Regions from separate parts of the Astyanax mexicanus genome. Here region 1 is linked to region 2. Evidence: chromatin contacts called from public Hi-C data. All regions are on one chromosome and are shown on one strand. The core of a region is the stretch at or near the end of the contact, and the rest is flanking DNA. Distances in the headings are between cores, read along the strand shown.

The links. Hi-C and Micro-C count contacts between places; a contact is called where the count stands out from the background.
Region 1: a contact with region 2 is called in a Hi-C map of muscle, with 14 times the contacts expected there. The contact joins the enhancer-like site here to the promoter of pear1 in region 2. A contact is called at or near these places in 2 of 3 Hi-C or Micro-C datasets (both in muscle).

The regions. Positions count from the first base shown.
Region 1 is chr6:40,448,579-40,454,526 of AstMex3_surface, reverse strand. pear1 (platelet endothelial aggregation receptor 1) reads right to left here. Exons shown (of 24, transcript XM_022673526.2): 12 at 5,223-5,343; 13 at 3,986-4,149; 14 at 1,382-1,484; 15 at 527-673. Among protein-coding and RNA genes, the nearest start is that of pear1, 59 kb to the right of the region's middle. Within about 2 kb of position 4,041, the one cell type or tissue checked has an H3K27ac peak away from gene starts, as active enhancers do.
Region 2 is chr6:40,390,368-40,396,556 of AstMex3_surface, reverse strand. It overlaps pear1 (platelet endothelial aggregation receptor 1), which reads right to left and starts at 3,921. Exons shown (of 24, transcript XM_022673526.2): 1 at 3,651-3,921.

The DNA of each region.
Region 1 (5,948 bases), core at 2,792-5,291, 58 kb before region 2:
TAGATAAAAGGAAGGGGGTAAGTTAAAGAGTCACTCAGTTTAATGTTTTTTATTGGCTGTGAACATTTTTATTATTCTATTCAATAACTTTGTGCTGAAAGAGTAAATATAAAAAGATGTGCTGGAAGAGTAAATCTAAATATGACATGATACTACGGTTTAATTTCCAATATTGATACTAAAACACTGAGTATCAGCCAAAGATGATCTGATATTTTTTTCTGTAAAAGAAATAATCCATTTTAAATGACAGCATTTCACTGTGATTCCCAAACACTTGACTTTCCCACAGGAAGAAACACAAAGCTAATAACGACACATCATACAGAAAGTGCAATTGTGCACTGTTCCCGCACTGAATTAAATATTTTTTTATTTTCTGATTGTTCCCCATATCCATACCCATCCCAAAGTATTACCAGGTACCAAAACTATACACTAAAAATTAAAGAGCTGTTTATAATACTGAGAGAATACATTATTATAGCTTAACTGAGCAACAGTAAGAGATCACTGCAGGACTCACCGTGCTGACACTGAGGTCCCCAGTATCCAGGCTTACACAAGCAAGTACCACTGTGTGGCAGACAGGAGGCGCTGTTCAGGCAGGAGCAGCTCTGGTTGCACTGATGACCCCAGGATCCGTCTGGACACTGCTCTGTGCAGCGCGGACCTGCACAAAAGAATAGGATCATGAAGAAGGATATACAATATAAAAACATATATAACAAAATATGCACCATTAAGTATGTCCAATACTTTATATCGTCACTGTTACGCAAAAAAACATTGTATTAAAAAAAGGATCTTTACATTAGAAGAAATCAGTGCAAGTCAATGTAAAAATTGTTTGATCCAAAACATTTTACAGCATTTTTATTGCCCGATTTACCATAACTAGTGGTGTAGCATATTGTATTGCAAATAAAAATGTTATATATTTTAAAAAGATAAAAAGTATCATTGTGATGGACTATTTTTGATATTATGTTATTATGTGTGCTATTTACTGTGAAGCTTCAAAGATTTTTAAAGTTTGCCGTTTATATTAACTAAATGTTCTACTATAAGCCCGATCTTACACCCTGCACAAAGCATGTCACAATGCTCATTGCTATCTTACACCCTGTAAACAGTCTATTTTGTAAATATACCCATAAAAAAACATAAAAATGACATTGGTCTAAAAAACATCTGCCAGATTCCAATTATAACAAAAAGTGCATGTCAAAACGCACAAACTTTTGGCTTTTTGTAACAGCGACGATATATTAATTCACATTTTATATCTTAAACTTAAACCACCTTTTCCTGTCCATTTCCAGCAAACTAAAATTCTGAGCACATCCTAAAACCCCCCACTAAGGTAATTAAGTGTTACCTGTCCAGCCAGGCAGACACAGGCACTGTCCCGTCACGCTGTGGCAGCCTCTGTAATGGACACAGTCACATCTGTGCTGGCAGCCAGGGCCATAGGTACCGACCTGTTTAACAAAAAGCAGCAGGAAATGGAAAAACGTGGACTGAGTCAAATCCAATAATGCAGAGCAGTCAGCTGTCAGTATAGAAATTACGCAGCGCTCAGCTAATAACTACCTTCATTTCATCTGAATGATCGCCAGCCATGATGTGCTTACAGTAGAAATAGAATTCCACTTAATGATAGCCTGCAGTGAGGCTGAAATGTCACTGTGTGCTTGCATTCAGTAAGTGCTATTTTCCATGAAAGCAGGGCATTTTAGAGGCCTGGTCAGGGAGTGCTGAACCAGCATCACTGCATTAATAATAAAGAACAGATTCAGGGTTTAGTGAGTGCAAGTGCCTCAGGGTCTCGGCAGCACCGATACCAAAAAAAGGCTACAGTGTTCCAATGATTTTTACTGTGGAGTTCAATTAAATACAAGTAAACAAATAAATAAATAAATAAAAATAAAGTAGCTACAAATAGTTCGAGTGATGCAATACAAGAACCACTTGTGGTTCCATAGAGAACCATAAGCTGTATTCACTAACCATTGTGAAGAAGAGATTTGTTCGTAACACTCATTCAGTATTCACAAAGATTCTGACAACATTTTCTTATTTCTCAACAACAAATTGAAAAGTCTTAGAAAGATACTGGGGAATGAGTCCCAATGTGTATTATAGACATATTTAACCCTTAAGCAAGTAGGGATTTGCTATTGCCGCAAGTGAAAAGCATACAAAAATTCTACTTTGTTTATATCTTTGAAATAGTATTTTAAAACAGTACATCATTCTGACCCAGTCATTGCAAAAACCTTTTGTATTGTTTATATATTTAAAATTACATTTTAAAACATCCACAATCAGTAGGACTTAGAAAATACATGAATCAAAAAAGACATAAAATATCTATAATAATAAAAATACTACAGGATTTCTGAACTGGTCTTTTCTGCACAGTTACTGCCTGTTGATTTCCCACACAGTTCTATAAATGACGTACAGCTGAGCTGCTGAGTAACAGTTACATTCTCTAACTCCCACTCCACTCGTTCCAAAAGAACTCACTCTACGCAGATCATTACAGACAGAACTCGCTTACGTAATGATTCTTACCAATTTAAAGGTTCTACACAGATCTCTACTACAGACATAGTTCTTTATAGCGTTATAACTTGTTACTTTTTGAATGTTTTGTAGTACACTTATTTTGTGAGAGCTTAAAGGAGAACTCTGCTGTGAAATGGATATGGGGTGTAGTGAAACATGATAAAGAGTACAAACTTTTGTTGAATAGCCCTCCTCCATTCACCCCCAGCATTCTGAAATACAGCACTTTTAGCTGAAGCTCCCAAGAGGTTTACAATGCTAGTGATAGGGGCATAGCTTTGCTCATGCAAAGAAATCACTATTTTTACACCATTAAGATTAGCAAATTCTTTTCATGTGTAGCGCTATGCTCCATGTCGCCAGCATTGTAAGCTTGTTGGGAGCATTGGCTAAAAGTGATATATTTCAGAGTGCTAGGGATGAACGGAGGTGGTCTATTCAACGAAACGTTCACTACAGCTCAAGTTTATTATCACAGCAGAGTTCTCCTTTAACTCATTTAAGACCTAAACTTTTGCATGGCATACATTTATTTTCTTTTTGCTTTTTGGGCTTATTGGCACCTGATTAGTGTACAAACATAGAATTATCTTTTTACATTTTATGTAGTTTCTGACAAAAATTATGTCCACATATGAGGACTTTAGTTTTATATTTTGATAAACACTATAAAGTCGCAATTAGTAATGATGTGCAAAACATTTATTTTTTGCCTGAACACAAAGGCATTTTTTTTGACTGAGTACAAAACAAAAGTAGAATAACAATTGTGCCCCTTTCAGCAATATGGCTTAATTGAAGTGCTGCTTTAACACAAAGACATAAAGTAAAAAACATAAACCTTCTGTATTTAATTTTCTTTTAAATTTCTGAACAAAATCTAAACTGTAACGTGTTAAACTCTTCTGCCACCACTAGGTGACAGTATAATGGCCTCATAAGAGGACACCAGGCCCTTGTAGAGCAAAATGTAGTTTGTAGAAGGTTAAGAGAAAAATGCTGTTCATAAATACTGTTCATATACTACATTAAATACTGATCTTGTATTCATCTAAATACATAAAAACCTTAAATAATATATAACATTATCTTCTGTATCTACAACAATAGCTCTATAAGAAGAAATTCATTAATGTACAGTAGATTTGTGTTGTGAGATTGTATTTCAGGTGATTTGGGGTCTTTGTTGATTCTCTTGACATTTTATATAATGCATTAGGCAAGCATCTATTTTCTAATGTTATAAATAAAGCAAGCAAAACTTCTGTTAATGGTAATGACTCAAGCATGGAGCCACAGCTCACTGGAGAAACCCAGACACAGCAATAAAGCCTCGCTCTGGCTCCTGCTGCTGACAGTAACTGGGTTCTGCTTAATGTACTGTGTAGACTAGTAGTGACACACTTACAGGGCAGGGCTGGTCACACAGCGCTCCACTCCAGCCTGCTGTACACGTACACGAGCCGTCTGCCGGATCACACCCCGCTCCGTTAGCACACTGACAGCTAGCATTGCAGCCTGGACCCCACGATCCTTCTGAACATGGGATGGAACAGTCTGGACCCCTCCATCCTGTAGATGAGCACACAACCACATGCATGATGACGAAGATGAAGTACAATATGTAGCACTTAAAGATAACAGCTTTAAAGTAGTATCAGTGTGATACTACATTCAGTGTAATAGGGAGGACAATGTCTTTAAAACGGACACTCCAGGCTAGAACACCGCTACTGCACTATGTTACTTTGATGAAGCTGAGAGACCAGTGTGAGAACTGTGTAATGCTCCGTAACCCAAATTACATTTATGGAAAAAGCATGCAAACATACTTTATTTTCTCAGTTCACATGTTCACTTCTGTATCTCTCAGCTTGTCCAGAAAAGCATGCATATTGCATGTATAAAGCACATTTATTTATATTATAAGGGGTGTTCAGAGAATGTTTTGTATTTTTTAAATATACTCCCCCAAGCAGGAGGCTAAATACTAACTCTCTCATAATGCTGCTTTAACTTAGGAGGTTAAATTCAACACAGATCTTTTTTTTATTTGGACATGTCTGCCTGCAAGAATTAAAAAAACAAAAAAAAAAATATATATATATGTATATATATATATATATATATATATATATATATATATATATATATATATATATATATATATATACATATATATACATATATTATTTATTTATTTATTTTTATTAGGAAAAGTTCCAAAAATGTAAATCAAATATAGAACACAAAACATCCATGGAGCAAAAACTAAAAAAGAAGAAGCACTGAAGGGGTCACAGTTGTAAAGGCAAAAAGATAGGTGCTCCTGGGGATTGGGTGCAGTAGTCTGAAAATGAGATAATGCACTGGAAGTAGAGGAGGCTATGCCATCCATAAGCATCCACAAGAGAAATCCACAAGAGAAAAAAGTAAAGAAATACCCAGAGCAAAAGGAAACTCCTGAGCACAGGCTATCATCTTAGCACAATTAATAAAAGCCTTTATTGAAACATGGCAAAGTAGTATAAAGTGTATCCATTTTAAATGATTAACCTTTTATAGTAAAAGTGTAAAAAACCCATTTTAAATGTTCAACTGAATAAAAAATTGATAGCTAAAATAATAATAAGCTCTTAGCTTACCCTCTTTACAGAAGCAGGTTCCATCTGTGGGTGAGCAGGCGATGGCGTTTTTGCAGGTACATTTAGAGGAACATTCCTTCCCATAAAAACCCGTCTCACAGTCCTTCTCACAGTGAGTTCCCTACACAAAGCAGAAGAGCAGAGTTACTGCAGGCCCCTGTAAACTTAGAGCACTGACCTAAGCTAGATCACTGGTATCATCTAGAGCAGTGATCTCCATTCATAGAGCTTCATTCCACCTACTTCCTGAACTTTTCACTTCAAACTCACTTATAACAGCATAATTCTGCTTATCAAGCACTTCGGAAAGCAGTAATTAGACGGCTCACATGTACTAGGGATGGAGATAAAACTGTGCAGGAAGGCAGATCATTAGGAGAAGAGTTGGACAGTACTCATGTATAATGTGTATTTGTAGTTAGTTTAATAAAGGTCATAAATATATATATATATATATATATATATATATATATATATTAGTCTTGCTTTAAGATACAATATAAATGCTAACATAGCCGTATTATTCCTTTTACGATATAATCAAAAATAAAAAAAAGTTGTGCACAAATAAAGAGTAATCATTCTTTTATTCTAAAAATACTACATTACTGACACATTCAGTTAATGATTTAAACTAAGGACTTTTAATATTTTATTTTTATGTTTAACCCTCTGGAGTCTGACAGGTCTTGTGTTGCTAACTTAATCTTAATTTAGTTAGATATA
Region 2 (6,189 bases), core at 2,672-5,171:
TTAGCATTACAGCTAACATCTTCAGACAAGGCCAATTGCTGTGTTTGTTAGCACCACAGTTCTAGCCTGACTGTAAGCAATCTTGGTTAAACCACTCCAACTCATAAAGTTTAATAAAAATGTAGTAGCAGCAGCCACAGCATCAATAATGTTGCAGTAGTGGGTCACAGCTGCAAAATATATGTATTAAAAACATTTATTGTGCTTTGCTGGTTTATCTGTTGGGACATTACAAATGTAAGGTGTTCAGTAAATACTTATTAAAAGTAGTTTTGTAGTTATCTTTTCTTTGAAAAGAAATACAAAAATATATGTATTATTTTAAATGATTTAAATCTGTAAAACTCATCTTCGGACAAACGGTTCATTTGGTTTGGCTTTAGTTTCAGCCAAAAATCTTGATTTCAATGCATTAGTAGGTTCCATTTGCCGAATTGGAAATCCCTTTTAAATGTTCACATGGTATATCAAGCATCTTTATTTAGTAAAAATAGAAAAATAGGTTTTCCATGATAAGAGCCCTTTAAAAGCTGCTGAATCTGCCAACAGTGTCTATAAAACGTAGGAAAGTAGTCAATAAATCCAGAACTAACAAACAAAAACAGATATGGAAAAACTGAGGTGAACTACTGAACCTGGAGAAAAATCCAGAGCATGGCCTCACCGAGCAATCACAACCCTGGACATGCTGGTGTCTGTTTCTGATAAGAGGCTCAGTTGGGTGCTGTCAAGGTGAAAAGTGGCTGCTGTGAAAATCAATTATTATACCACTGCTAGCCAGGTGCTGTTTTATATGCTACTATTGGCAGAGAGCACGATTTCCCCAAAAGCTCCTGTTCACAAACTCGCCCTTCTTCAAAGATCAGCTGGATGGGGTGGACTTTAAACATGTGGAAATACCTTTTGATCAGGGTTTATTGGGTCAAGAATAGTTTCCATTTTTAATCTCTTTTGTCCTCCATAATGTCACTGTTATCATCATTTACAGCCCTTATTTTGCATTGGCGGTGGAGTAGGATTATAAGAATTAAGTAATTAAGTATTTGGTAAACCAAGAATTTAACCACCACTTCAACAGAATCAAGACCTAAAGTGCTACAAAGAGTTTTTTGAGTGAAGCTATAGAAAGAAACATGAGTGAGGAACCTTTAAATTGGCAAAGAGCCTTTGCACAAACTTCTTTAAATAGATCTTTTTTGAAAGCAAAAGTGTTTTATGAAAGTGCAGATGCAGTGACGATCTCATAAACCAACATTTCATTGCTGTCAGATCAAAACCTTATACTTATAGTCTTATTCTTGTTATTTATGTACGTTATGCGAATATGCCAGATGAACTTAACATTATGTGCATATTTCACCATGAATGAACCACCATAAACTGTCTAAAATAACTTGTAAAAGTGACAGTTTCTCCTTGTCCAAGAAAGTAACAATGATTTAAGGTTTTGTACAGACAGCGATACACCAAACATCTAAAATCAATATATTTATCTCATATGTTTTAATTTTTGACAGTGTTTTTTAATCCTGATCCTGGAGCACCACTGCCTTGCACATATTAGCAGTTGATTTAGTAGTTTCAGTAGCTGTTTTTACTGATCTGAACACACCTAAAGCAAGTAAAGACCTAATAATCAGCAGCCAGAGTCTGAGAGAGCAGGGCTGGCCTTGCTTTGCTTGCCTTACATGTGTTGGAGGAGGAATGTGCTAGCCCTTATCCTACTAGTTTTGGGGGCACTGATAGTGACAGAGTCCTAATGAGTAGTTTGACTTATTGGCCTTTCTAATTGGGGAGAAATTATATACATATAAAAAAAACATGAGGTGATCTGGGTGTGTTAGAGCAGTGAAACACACTACATTATGCAGGGCAGTGATAGTCCAAGACCAGTACTTTAACTAAATGTACATATGGAAACAGTCTTTAGTTGGACCTACCACAGAGTCTTTCATGATGACACTCTCTTAAATGACACACAAACATTTGGGCAGAAACCAACTGAGCTTTATGTCACAGCCATTCTCTCTCATTACTCTGGCAATGATGTGCATATTGTTCTTCTGTGACTCAGATGTTTAAATAACCTGCCAGCGGGCTTTGAATTTGATGTATACATAAAGACATACACACACACACACTGTAAGAAAAAGAACAAAAAAACAGTGCATTCTGCTGTTAGGAAATGGGAACAAGCAATTCCCACTGACTTCCTATGCATTATACAACACAATATCCTATAGCAAGTACATAAATCTTTCTATTACTTCCACTACTACAACTACTATTAATAATAAGAATCAAATGCTTTATCCAGACATCTGGAACTTTTATTGGTAAACTAGCCAAACAATCATCACTGTAGGTTCAACATGAGCAATGTTTAATTTAATTGGATGCACTAAGACAGGATAAGTGTGTGTTTTGTGTTATTTATATACACTGTCAAAAAACAACCTATAGAAACTACTCAATAAATCTGAATCTGAGCTAACAATTTGCACTCACTTTGTTTGATAAAAGTTACCCTATAATATAAAAACAAGTATGTTTTCTATTTTAAATCAAAATAAAAACAGCTATGACTACCAAACATTTTGCAATACAGAACACAATAAAAAAAAAAGCCTCATTGGATAGACATTATTGTTACTGCTGGCCTTACTAGATATGTTGGTCAACTAGCTTATATATATATATATATATATATATATATATATATATATATATATATATATATATATATATATATATATATAATATATTATCCAATCCATTGCCTCAAGCAAAGACTACTACAACTACTAATAAGAATATGAATTAAATGCTTTATCTGGACATATGTACCTCTTTCTGTCAAACTGGCCAAACAATCAGCACTGTAGGTTACACCTAATTAAGTGTTCCCTTAATTATGAATGAGTTTGTGTTTTGTGTCATTTATATGCACTGGAAAAACAAAAACAAGTATATTTTAATTTAGTAAAAACAGCTATGACACTCTAAAAAAGACAAATAAAATCAATCAAACATTTCTCAATACACAGCATTACTAAACAACTAATCAAAAAAAAGTTTCATTGGATAGAAATTGGTATTGGTGGCCATACTAGCTTGATCATGTTGAACATACAGATTATCAAGCTTGGCTGTTGATTATCTTAACCATTAACTCAAGCAAAAACATACCATATGCTGATCAAAATCTAAGCTGGTCAACCATCTGAACCAGACTGAGCTAGATATGCTGTGTTTCTTTAAAGGTCTCACATCTCTTAAAGCTCTTTACTCTTACAATTCTTAGGTCTTAAGTTCTTCACTCAGATCATATGTATCTTAAAAACAAACAGTAGCACATTATAAGTGTTTAAACTAGTCTGTGAGTCTAGCAGTAACTCAACCTCTTCAGTTTTTAAGCGGTCAGTGTCCAGAAGTAGGTCAACAGGGCTGAAACTTGAGAAACAGCTGGAGGATGCTAAGCCCACCTCACTAAACTAAGTAGTTCAGCTTAAAAAAAATCCCTTTAAAACACTTTAAGCCACTTTTTCATTACGTTCAGATGTTTGTTTACTATTTAGCCCGGTGTTTAAGCAGCTAACTCTGAGCTAAAGTCGGTCAGTTTACTGTAAATGAACGCTTTAAGCTCTTACCTTACTGCAGGAGAAGTGGCATCTGTGTTTCAGAAGCGGAGATTTGGTGGATGCTGGACGTTAAAGGACTTAACAGAGCAAGACGGACGTTTTGTTCCAAAAGACGGATGAATTTCGTCTACAGCAGCGGAGAAAACGTCCATCCAAAACAAACTAGCGCCTGATAGTGCAGCCCATCTATTCAGGCGCCTGGTTTTCTCACTAAAGTCTACAGAGCGAGTGACAGAAGCTGAGGACAGGGCAGGAGGAGGAGGGGGCTGAGGTATTGTGGGCAAAACTGAACTCAGAGACCCCCTTTCCTCTTTTCCTGCTTTAAACCGCTGGGCAAGCAGGGCTGAGTTTACTGCTAGTGTTCATTACTGCTCTCATTTACAGGAACTGCACTTACCTTCTGTACTTTCCAGAGCATATTTGGCATATTTCGCCAAATCTGTGCCATTTTAGAAAAAGTCCCTAGAAAATTGCATGTATAAATATGCAAAAAATAACCTACAAAATACATTTTATTATTAAGCATATTATCTTGTACATTGACCCAATTGCACAAGTAAGATATGTAATTAAAACATTAATAAAAACTACTTAACTACTTAACCCACTCTCTAACTATAAACTTTACCATAAAATAGAATTATTAAAATCCTTCAGAGATGTATTTGTTTTGCAGTGTTGTGTGACTCCAAATCCCATCTATGCTGTAAAATATTTTTTATATAATAAATCCATAATATTTAAGTTAAAATACAAATTTTAGTTGTGTCCCTAAACTGGTTCTTCTGAAGACCATGGGAAGACCAAAATTAAGTTCCCTCATTTGTTTTTCTGTATATTTGATCTTATTGTAACTATGAGTGAAGAGGTCAATCTCAACACTCATTTCTGTTACCTAAACTAATTCTTAGATTTTTTTTTTTTTAATACAAATTTTGGGATAATCACTAAAATGTGCTCACTGTCCTTGTGCTATTAGCATAGCCGCCATTTAGCTACTTTCAGTCCTGTTACTTATAACATAAAGAGTAACAGGACTGAGTGACAGTAACAGGAATGAGTGCCAGATACAGGAATAAGTGCCAGTAACAGGAGTGAGTGCCGGTAACAGGAGTCTGTGCCAGTAAGAGGAATGAGTGCCAGTAACAGGAGTGAGTACGGGTAGAGTCCCCTGGTTTATTAATTTATTAATGTAATTATTAGTTGTAAATCACTTTTTGTTCAATTCTGTTTGGTTCATCATTTAGTCATTTGTTTGATAAATTGCATGATAATAAATGTGATTAGAAAGTTTATAAATATAATTATAAGAAAAATTATAATTAAAATAATTTAAAATGAATTTTAAAATAATTTAAAATAACTTAAAACATATTTAAAATGAATAGAATTAAAATATAAGAAAGAAATTCAAGAAATACAAAACAATATTGAAAGAAAGTTATAATACATTATAATTAAAATAATTAAAACAAATGAAAGCTAAGGAGAAAAGCACAGGTAAACAGATTCATTTTCAGTGTGTTCTGAAAAATCGTTACAGTCTGAACACATCTCACAGCACATTTCTGATTAAAGCACAACACTGAATTAAAAGGTAAACAAAAGGGGGGGGGGGGGGGGGGGAGTAAAGTAAGCTTCCAATAAACAATGTATTGTCACTGTCCAATCAAAAAACATGTACTGTATCTCCAAAACTGCAGATTTACAGAAGTAAGATTTAACCTCAACCTCAAAAAAATCAATGAACGTCAATATATTTCAGGTCATTTTGAAGAAAGAAGATTTTTTTGGCACAGTGTAAAGGACATTTTGTGTTTAAATCATGTATTAAACTGAAAATCAACAAAAATAGAGATACTTGGTTTTCATTGGACAGTGAGTTTGACCTTTGTCTGATTAACTGTCTATATAGCTGTATGCATAAAAAAAAATACCTTTTCTGCCATTTTTCTTCCTTAGTGGGGAATATCACAAGTACTTTATTTAGGAGTACTTTGAAAACAATATTTAAATATTAACAAATAATCCCCCATGTTGGATTGTCCAACATCCTTTCTTCAGTAAAGGTCTTGTCGCTGAATGCAATCAAATCCTCATAGCAATACTCCAAAACCAAATAGAAAGCATTCCACAGACAGCAGAGGCAGTTATGCAAAGGCAAAAACTTTTTTTAATACCCTTAACGTAGGTTAGTGGTTGCTTAGTGGTCACTACACCGATCTAAAGCTACGGTGCATGTGTCCGTTATTTTGTTCTCAGAAAAAAACAATGAATGAGCAGATACCAAGATTTTGTCAATACAGTATATATGTTATGTACATATAAAGCTTTTCTAAAACAGAAAGCAAATGATTTAGGACACATTTGTAACGTGCCTGTTTCTAATTGTGGAGTCAGATACAGGAAATATTATTCATATCAATGGTAACATAAGTCATAATGTCAGTATGATGTTTTGTATCTAAAAGTAACCACAGAAAGAATAACTGCCTGAAAAATAAGAGCGGGCACAGTGCTGATATGTGCAGTTTCAGGACATGCTCTT